Linked DNA regions of Mus musculus: region 1 is linked to region 2. Evidence: chromatin contacts called from public promoter capture Hi-C data. All regions are on one chromosome and are shown on one strand. The core of a region is the stretch at or near the end of the contact, and the rest is flanking DNA. Distances in the headings are between cores, read along the strand shown.

Region 1 (5,061 bases), core at 1,482-3,981, 2.4 Mb after region 2:
ATGCGTTTAATCCTAACCTAGGAGCACCTTTAGCATACACGCCCAGAGCCTGAGGCCAGAGTCACTAAGTACAAAGCACCTGGGTGCCAGGGACCCAGGGAAGGCTTTCTTTGTTACTATTTTTTCCACTCCACCAATAATTCTGTGGTGCAGGTATAATTGGGTTCCTAATTAACTTGCCTACGCGTCACACAGAAGAGCCGGAGTTGAGGTTTCTACGAGGTTGGTCTGATAACAAAGTTCAAAGCTGCCCATCAGACACGAAGTCAAGACTGTGTTAAAATAAGACCGAGAACACATTCTGAAGATACACGGCAAGTTGTGAGGTTTGGACTTTAAAGGAGGGGGCTGGGCTGTAGGAGTAGGGTGGCCAACAAGGGAAAGGGGTTCCAGGAAGATTTTGATGGAATTTGGCAAGAGAAGCACCAGGCAGGAAGCTCTAGGTTACCAGGGAAAGGAAAGGGAACCTGGGCAGAGGACGTGATTATCACCGCCTCAAGTCTTGTGTTTATGTGTACACTTTGCAAGTGTAATTCTCGATCTAATTCTACGGATGGGTTTTTTTTTTTTTTTTTTCAAAGTAATGGACTTGCTCTTGCCTGTTCCCTAGGCCTATGCTATGATGCACCGGAACAATGTGCCCCTGAGTAACAGTGTGCACCACGGCTGCGCAGCCAGAAACATCGGTACCCATAAAACAGATCTATAAAATAGAGGGTTTATTCTAGCCCGTGTCTATCTGAGAGAGGCCGCTATGGTGAATGCTGGTTCCTTACCTGTGGTCCCACTAGAGAGAAATAAACATTTATGATTCCAAATCCATTATCGGGTCTCAGTGTGCCCTGTGTTTGAAAGAAATCGTATGCCATCTTTGTTTAAAGAAGCTCGGGCCCAGTGGATTGCTAGTTTTTCCTGGTTTTATATTGTTATTGCTGTAACATAGTTTGTACTACCCACGTTAGGAACTAATTCCGAGTCAGAACCGTGTAAGAATCTATAAGGTAATAGACAAAAATTGTATCTCCTGTCCAAGATGGTAAAGTTCCCTAGGAAAGGACTGTTAGCAATTTTAGAGCTTCAAGTTCTGACTTATTTGACATTTCCAAGTGTTTCTTAGTCTGCTGAATATAATACCCCACCGTATAATACTTTGCTCGGCGTATATGAGATGTTCAGTAAATACTGATGAATTAAATGATGCCTCCTGTAGAGTAGGAAAGGAACTTATTTACTTCCTGGTTATCCGGTGCCTAGCAGTTCTGTCTACTCAGCAAACACAAGGCTTCACTGCCTTTCAGCAAGCAAAATAGAAACTTACTGTTGCCCGGTAAGGAACGGCCCCACCCTCCAACATAATGCCCCTAAGAAGTATGTCAAGAAATAATTGTGGTTGATTAGCCTTGTTATTATTCCTGATTCTTTTCTGCAGTGTGCATCTTCCTCTTCCACTACCCGACATTCTTTTGGTCAAGCTTCCTAAGGAATTGTTATGTATTTGACTTCTTGACTTCTGGAACAAACTGATCTAAACTGCAAGCCAACAACAAAATCCAACAGTAGTCAGACCTATGTTCTTAACAATCCTAGCTTCGAGTTCTTAAATATGTGTGTGTGTTCAACACCTCCTTTTACATTTCAAAGGTTTTCTGAAGAAATGCTTTGATATGGGTCTCTGAGGTATGTAGCTTGCCTCTGAGTGCCATTTACCTGGGTCACATCCTGAGGACTCCTACCACAATTGAAACAAAATAAAAAAACAGCCAACAACAATAACAACAACATAGTCCCATTGCAATGGTAGCATCTACTTGAAGAAATAGATTCCGGTTCTTTTCCCCTTTTAGATCAATTGGATCTGGAGCAGAATTGCAAGAGCATCCACAAAACTGCTTCATTGCAGATAAGCAAAATGGTCAAGTCTATGTTGTAGTTGGGGCAACCTGTTCAGCTGGCAGTCTATAGAAGTGGTGGTTTGGCAGATGAGTGGCAGTGACTGCCTTCAGTGTCAGCATGGAAAATAGTAAGAAGCTAGAGCACATTATTCGAACATTTCCATTCAGTAGTTGATAAATCGGGCCATGTCCATTTATTAGCTATGGGCCGGTGGGTTGGTTAAGCTATTTTAACATTTCAGCGCTTGGGTTTCGTCACATGTAAAATGGCGATGAGATTGAGTTACACTATGCCACTGTAAATTGCTTAGAGAAATTCCTAGCACTCTGGCACAAGGTATGCGCTTTGCCAAATGTTTGTCAAGTAAATACAAAGCTAGGCTGGGTTTCCCTCCGCTTCTACAAAGCTGGCAACCGGTAACCCCCACCAACATCCAAGTTAGGGGAGGCCGCTGTTTCCCACTGCAAGGTTTTTTTTGACCCACGGGGTTAAAGCACTCAGAGGATCTGCGACGTCGATACGCTTTATCCAGGTCTCCAGGCTGCCCATCATCAGATCACGGCGTGGGCGAGACTCACTCCTTCCTCCCGCTCAGCTTCTCTGGCTCCTGAAGCACAGCCTGGGCGGCTGTCCCACGCCCCGCCTATCGGTCTGGGAACGCCCCTAGGGGCGGGGCCCACGACCACGCACGCGCAGTGCCGCGGCGTTGCGCCTGCGCCGTGGCGGGGCTGAGGGAGGCGGGGGATTGGTATGAGAGCGAGTGTGTGAGGGGAGGGAGGTGGCCCGGCCGAGCGTGGTACTACGGCGGGCGCGGGCCGGAGGGGGCGGGGGGATGCGCCGCGGCGGCGGCGCGGGCGCTGGGCTGGGGCTTGGCCGCGCCAGAGCAGCGGATCCCGGTGTCGCCGCGGCAGCTGCGCGGGTGTCGCGCTGGGTCGGAAGACGCCGTACCACTGCGCTCCCCCACTTTTTTTTTTTTTTTTTTTTTTAAATAACCGGAACCAATGAACGCGGCGGCGAGCCGAGCTTCGCGGGCCGCCGGTGAAGGGAGCGGGTCAGCACCCGGCGGGAGTCCGCTTCCGAGGCGGCCGGGCCCCGGGCAGCTGGCGGTGAGCGAGTGGCCGGCGGCTCCTGTGAGCGCTCCTCCCGCCGTGGCACCGGGCCGGGCCTCGGGCCGCCCTCTCCGGCGGCGCTGGGCAGCAATGCTGCTCTTCGGGTTGTTGGTGGCCGGCGTGGCGGACGGATGCGATCTGGTGCCCCGGCACCTCCGCGGGCGGCGCGCGTCGGGATCGGCCGGAGCGGCGGCGTCTCCTTCGGCTGCGGCTGCGGGCGAGCGCCAGGCGCTGCTGACAGGTGAGGCCCGTGCGGGCGACGGGCAGGCTTGGCGGGACTCCCGGCAGGACCCCATCCCCCGAGAGGGCGCCTAGCGGTTGCCTTGGCGCCGGTCGTCGCACTTCGGACGCCTTCCTAGTCCACCGACTGGCGCCTCTACTGTGCTTTCTTCGCCCTTAGTGGGCTCCTGCGAGCTTCCCAGCTGAGCAATGCAGTGGTTTCTCTTTCGTGCTGCCGAAGGGACCAGTGGGGTCTGTAGGGGACTGGGCTCATTTCCCCTCTTCCCAAAGCCGCCAAAGAAAGTAGGCGGCGGCAGCAGCAGCAGCAATGCGGTATGGAGTTGGCCCCTGTTGCCTTTGCAAAGGCGGCTGGCAGCTTCTTACCGATCGAGAGCCGGGCTGAGCGCCCTGTCCCAGGGGAAGCTGCTGAAGAGATTCTTTGAGAGCCACAGCACCTAGTGGCACTAGTGGTTCTGTGTTAGTATGAAGAAACGTCAAAGTCTGGTGTGTTTTTGTGGGGGTACGAGGACGCTTTAAGGGATGGAAAGTATATGCTGTTTGAGAGCATCACTGGGTGACAAAGGGTGCAGAAAGCGCAGCAGGTAACCAGAAACACACCTACAATTTACCAAGTGCAGGATATTTGTGACGTGGATTTGGGCAGCATAGTTCTGATGGAGTGCACCAGTACCTTTTTTAAACACAGAACGTTCTAGCACTTACTGAAAACTTGCAAATATGTTTGGTAAGGTTAAGTAGAAAATTGTATGCTTTTACAGCCTTCGTTGTCTTATATAACTGATCTGGTGTGGTTTAAGCAGTGATGTAAAGGTCCTGAAATGATTTCCTGGGGCACAGTGCTGGAGGTAGAGTAACTTATTTTTCTTGCTGCTGTGTTTATTTTTAAGGTAGATCTCTAGGTTTTCTGGAAGAACAGCAGGATTAAAGAGGAATAAGATGATTCACTGTTAATTTAACTGCAGTGGTAGCCCAACAGGCGTCTGGGAGTTACTAACAGCTGCTCAGCAAAGTGTTCAGGAGTCTTTAGATCATAGCAGCTTTCCTCTGAGTTCTGTGACAGGCTATTTCCTGTTGCAGACAGAAGAAGGATGTCGGTAAGCATTGTCAGGCACTTTGAGAGTTGGAGGGTATAGAGCATAATGATTAGCATACTCAAGGTACTCAAAAAACTTACCAGATCCTGGTCAGTTGAACCAGGCAAGTCATCACTGGTTGCCTTGGATAAAGGATTATAGAATGATCTTTAGGGACGTAGTATGTAGGGAGGGATATATTGGGTGGTTTCATGCTCAAATAGTTATTTTCTAACAAAAATATGGCAAGTGTGGAAGGGAACAGTGTTAAACTAGTTAAAACCTACACTAGAGTGTAGGTTGAGGGCTTATTGTCTCCCCTAGGAGTGGAACGTTAGCTTCTAAATGGTATAGTAGTGTGGGTCCCCCCACCTCTTTGGCAGAAATGTTTGATTACATAATGCCTTAACAAATGTGATTGACAGAGAGGCAAGTGATCTAGAACTTTGGTGTTTATTGACTCTTCAAGCAAGTATGTTTTACTGAGAACATCAAGAAATCAGCGCAGATGGACTTCTAATAAGCTGTAACCCTTTTAATTTTCTCTGTAGTTATTTATGGCACAGTTGAAAAGACGCAGTGATTCTTAGTGGGAAAGATCATCACACAAAGTGAAGTTGTGCTGTCGTGCTTTTTAATAAATTTGCTGAAATGTTGACCTCGGAATTATTTCTGTTTATAAAAGATCTCTTTTTTTCCCCTTATGTTCAAATATTAATTTTAAAACGTTAAACATTTCCACTTAA
Region 2 (4,924 bases), core at 1,702-4,201:
TGACAACCACTGAACACATAAAGTTAATTTGTTTTAGCATTCTCTATTTTGCTTTCCCTCCCTCACCCACCCTCTCCCAATCGTGTGTGTGTGTGTGTGTATGTGTGTGTATTCATGCTTACTCTTGCACTATGCTCAAAATAGTGTTTATGCTTGCCAGTGTTGACATTCTGATCAAATCAGTGCTTCTGACTGTGGCATGATCCTACTTATCAAAAACACATTCGTAGAAGCAATTTCTTCTGTGATTAATTCATATTTGGACTTGGACAACGCCAGACCTATCAGACTGAGCCGAGTACCTGTCCTTGTCTGACATGCTGATATTGATGGCTGCCCTGTGCATCTGTAACAGGTGTGTCCTGCCTCAATTACACAGATACCCTACAGCCACTTTGCAACTCTGAAAGCAATTTCACAACTGTAGCCTTCGTTTTTTACAATAAGGTTTAAGAGGCCAACACAATCTCTAAACACAAAAGGCTAATTATTGTATGTTATTTCACCCCAACAGACAGTCTTTTCCCTTAGTTAAGAAGCAGACAATAAATTAGCTTAACTGCATGGATGATAATGATTCATTATAATTAAGTATAATTCTCCATTAACCTTTCAGAGATTTTGGTGCCATTGATGGTAAATTTTAAAGAGAGAGAGAAGAGAGAGTCAGTGGACTTGGCAGCCTTAATTAAATTAATAAAAAACAGAAACTTAACTTGTGATAAAAACAGTAGTTGAACTGGGAGGTATGGAGGCAGGTAAGAATGACAGTCTTCGTGAAGAGTGTCAGGTGATCTGTCTCTATCAATCTTAGTAACCTTATTGTACATCCCCTCCATTAAGCTGTGAAATACCAGGAGACTCTGAGTAGCTCTGGTGGTTTGGGTTTTTATTAACCAATACACTGTCCTGTCATTATGTGTGAAAGGACATAATAGGTTTGAAGATGACAGCAAGCATTAATGATTCAAAAAAATGGAAGCTGCCCACACTACCTGCTGCTTGTAATATTTCGACAGGCAGGAATGATTCCCAGAGCCACAGGCTCGAAGGCACGGGTTTCTAGCAGCTGGCTGTCTACTATGCCGCACTAACTGAGACTCAATCTAAGGCTGGACGCTGAGCCCCTATCCCCAACTCCTTAAGAAAAACAAAGAAAGAACAAACTTAAAGCCATGGTTATAAATGGCTATGGCGTTTATTTGCAAACAATCACAGGAATTCTGACTAAGGCAAATCTTCCTCATCTCCTTTAGATCACAGCTCTTCAGTCTCTGAGCAGTTTCGGAACGATCCAAGAGGTAAAAATGAAAGTGATTCGAAGAGAGCTATGGTGCCAGCCAGACAACCACCCACGGGTTACGCTGGCTACTCCAACAATTAGGACTTTGAATCCACTTAGAACTCTGACTTCAATAGCCAAGGGACACATGAATTATCTATATCTATTCTGCCTTGCCAAGAAATCACAAGATAACAATAATTATAACCTGCAAATCCGATCTGCCAAAGCCTAGGGAAAGCAAACGGAGCCAACATCTGCAGACCCAGCAAAGAGTTAAGGACCCAGGGCACGCCTGGCTAGATAGGAAAAATGCATTCGCAGGCGGCCTCGCCAAATCATTTTCACTTTAGATGTGTATCACTGCACCACACGGACATCTTATTTAATCAAATCACGTGTGGCACTTGACCCTCCCCCTTACCCTACGTGCCCCCGCTACCGGGAGGAAGCACCATTGTTAGTTAGCAGCTCCGATCCTCCGCGCAATTCAATTCGGGTCCATCTCACCAGAGTCCACAAAAGTTTCACTTGTTTTCCAACTTGCTCAAACTTTCCCCGAGAACATTCCATTGTACTGAATGCAAACACGCTGAAGTCCTCTGGCCCCAGCTAGACTCCAGAGATTACGGGGAAACTGCTTGTGTTTTTTCCTCCCCTGTATGAATTGTAGCCAGCAGAGACTGTGGAATTGATGTATTGCGGTCTATTTTTACACAAGCAGTGAGCTGCTCCACACACGGTCTGCATAAACTCCATTCTCTCCCGGCTTCAGGCAGCTCTCCGTGGTAGAGAGATTTAACCGTTCGGTTTCTCGCCACAGAAGCAAACAGAAAGCTTTGGTCTCTTAAGGCTGGGATTTTTTTTTTTTTTTTTAACTCGCTAGCCAACCCTTTCAGCCGCACACAAGTGTTTTAAAGGAAACAGCACTGTCGTTTTGTGTTCTGTGGGAAAAGCAACCTAACTCAGACCCAGCAGGAATATTTAGGGTCTTGTAAATTCTCTGTTTAATGAACAGAGAGAGGAGGGCGGAAAAGATAAATCCTGACGAGAGTCAAAACGGACTCTCTTTTTAACACAATTCATTTTAATGTTTATCTTCATTTTCTTATAAATAGAAATGGCATTTTTCCAAGCAGGCCACTGAACACTGGAAAGACTTCAGCTCCTGATTCATATCAATATCTTAGAGCATAAATATTGCATATGAGTAGAAACAGAGCCAAAGGCACATGGAAAGAGTTTCTAACTGCTACAGATACTGATGACAGCAGCTAAGCTTTGATTTGCTCAAGGCATCTCCGAGCCACCTTAAAATAGCAAACTTATTGGAGTTAAGATAAGATGGAGATTTCCCCCTCCAAAAGCTCCCGCTGAGCCACTTTCTATGTCCCCTCCTCTCCCCTAGCCCATCCCCCCCCCCCTCCAGGAATCATTGCATCTGAGAGAAGCTCCGGTCCTGCAATACTCAGCCCCAGCTCACCTCTATGTCACTCCATACAGAGTCTTGGCTGCACATGTCCCAAGCCATCCAGCTCCCGAATGACGCCAGTCAAGCTTTTTCAACTCCAATCCACTCTGACACACAGCACACACTCATGCAGGCAACCAGCCCCTTACTGAGAGTGAACTGAAGGCACCTGTCTTACTACAGTCCCCAGTCACATGACAAAGCTATTAAAAAGTAGGCTGGGCTGTCACTCACCCAGCCTCCCTTCTCCTGTGCAAGCTTGCTGCACAAACTCCTGACGTCACTCCAAGGCAGCCCTCTGCCTCAGTGAAGTAACGCTTAGAGAGAGAGGAAAAAAAAAATAGAAGAAAGAAAAGGAAACACTTGGCCTTTGGGAGGCTTCAAGCATCACACTGTGACTGAAGCCAGCTTTGAATGCCACCAACTCTAAACCGGAGCCCTGCTCACATAATAACTCAAATCTCCTGCAATCTTTTTTTTTTAAATTTATTTTCCATCCAAAACAGGCAAATAGCAAAGATCCCCTGTTACTGACACAGTAACTACACCCTTGCCTAAAATGTGTGTGCTTTAAGAAATGGTTTCCAAGTAGCCCCAGACTCAGCTTGGAACTGAAGCAAGCGCTCCTCATGTGATACATTTTCATGAGATTCTTTTTTTTCCCTCCCTATTAGAGGAGTGTTTGAAGGCAACACCCCCGATTTTCTTTCTCTCTCTCCTTTCTTTCCTTCCTTCCTTCCTTCCTTTCTTCCTTTCTTCCTTCCTTCCTTCCTTTCTTTCTTTCTTTCTTTGTTTCTTTCTTTCTTTCTTTCTTTCTTTCTTTCTTTCTTTCTTTCTTTCTTTCTTTCCATGTTTAGTCAACAAAACCGCCACATTTGTTTAGGTCTAAACAAATTTCTCTACCCCAAATCAGCTGTCTCCTTGGCAGTAGAGAATGCAGTCTCCTAAACTGTTACTGCAGTTTGCCTTGCTCCTTGTAAAGCAAGCAAGCCACAACACCCTAGACTCTTGGGTTCCCCCTCATGATTCTTTCCGTGGATCTCATAGGCTCCCAGAAAACAAATGCTAGAAAATACAATTGCTGCTGCCATCCCTGAAACAGCTTAGCTACTCACCTGCCCCCACCCCTTATTTCTTTTCTCATATGTAGCACAGTCTTCCTCATGGCTTCAGGGTGCCTTTTTGAATAAACATTGGACTCCAACCCTAGTGCCTTGGGCTGTACAGTTTGTTTTTGAAATCAAGAATGTCCAGGGAATGAAGGAAAAACACTGAAATGGTATCAGCAGAGATACTCATTTCTTGAGCTTTGCTTACTAATACTTTTTTGTCGTTCCTGAGTCAATGAGGGGTAATGCAGGTGCCACTGTTTTTCCTGTGACATTACAGACAGAGGACATAACCAACTCTCAGCACTTTCCATAACACTTGGGTGCTCAGACTTAACCCTTCCAGGCCCAGTGAGAAATGCACAGGGGACCTTTGAAAACATATTTTCACAATACCTCAAACCCCACAGACTCAAAAACCAGCTCATTTCCTTTACTTGACAGTAATTTAGAAGAAGAAAAAAGTCCCTATGCATCTAAATATAATTTATAAAGCACCATTCATTTAAACTCCTATTCCACTGAGGTTAATTTAATGTGCTCTTTATTTTCTCTCCCCTTAGAAGGAAAACATTGGTGACTTCTCTCAGTCTGACTTTATATAGTCAGTTACTAATACAGTAAAGTGAAAGAAAGAAATGCAGCGAGCGTGCACACACACACACACACACACACACACACACACACACACACACACACACAAAGCCCACAAGCTTGCTGTTTGCTTCAGACCCCGTATAAGGGGTCTGTTTGCTTGGATGTCCACAACTAGTAGACAGGGAATATGGTAATGAAATCGACAGTTTGTCAATAAGTGAACAGAACAAGATGGCCAACAGCTTTGACATTCTAAATTAGGTGAATATACTTCACTGCTACAACTGTCCTCTTCCAAACATCAGAAAGGTATTATTCATTTAATTTTCTAATTCAGAGAGAGAGAGAGACAACCCTGGGATCATTTTCTACATGCAATTAGTAGCCTTACTCTGTACTCCCACAAAGAAACACTAATTTTTCTTGCCAATTAGATTTTTACTTAATGTAAAACTTCAGTAAACT

Evidence for each region. Promoter capture Hi-C pulls out the DNA fragments that hold promoters and counts their contacts.
Region 1: a promoter capture Hi-C map of pre-B cells shows a contact between it and region 2, with 3 times the contacts expected there. The contact joins the promoter of Stim2 here to the promoter of Ppargc1a in region 2.

The regions. Positions count from the first base shown.
Region 1 is chr5:53,995,792-54,000,852 of GRCm38.p6, forward strand. It overlaps Stim2 (stromal interaction molecule 2), which reads left to right and starts at 2,732. Exons shown (of 12, transcript NM_001081103.2): 1 at 2,732-3,243. The coding sequence starts at 3,093. Gm30601 (a long non-coding RNA gene) reads left to right here. Exons shown (of 2, transcript XR_376962.2): 1 at 1-326; 2 at 611-822.
Region 2 is chr5:51,550,970-51,555,893 of GRCm38.p6, forward strand. Ppargc1a (peroxisome proliferative activated receptor, gamma, coactivator 1 alpha) reads right to left here and starts at 2,952. Exons shown (of 13, transcript NM_008904.2): 1 at 2,766-2,952. The coding sequence starts at 2,813.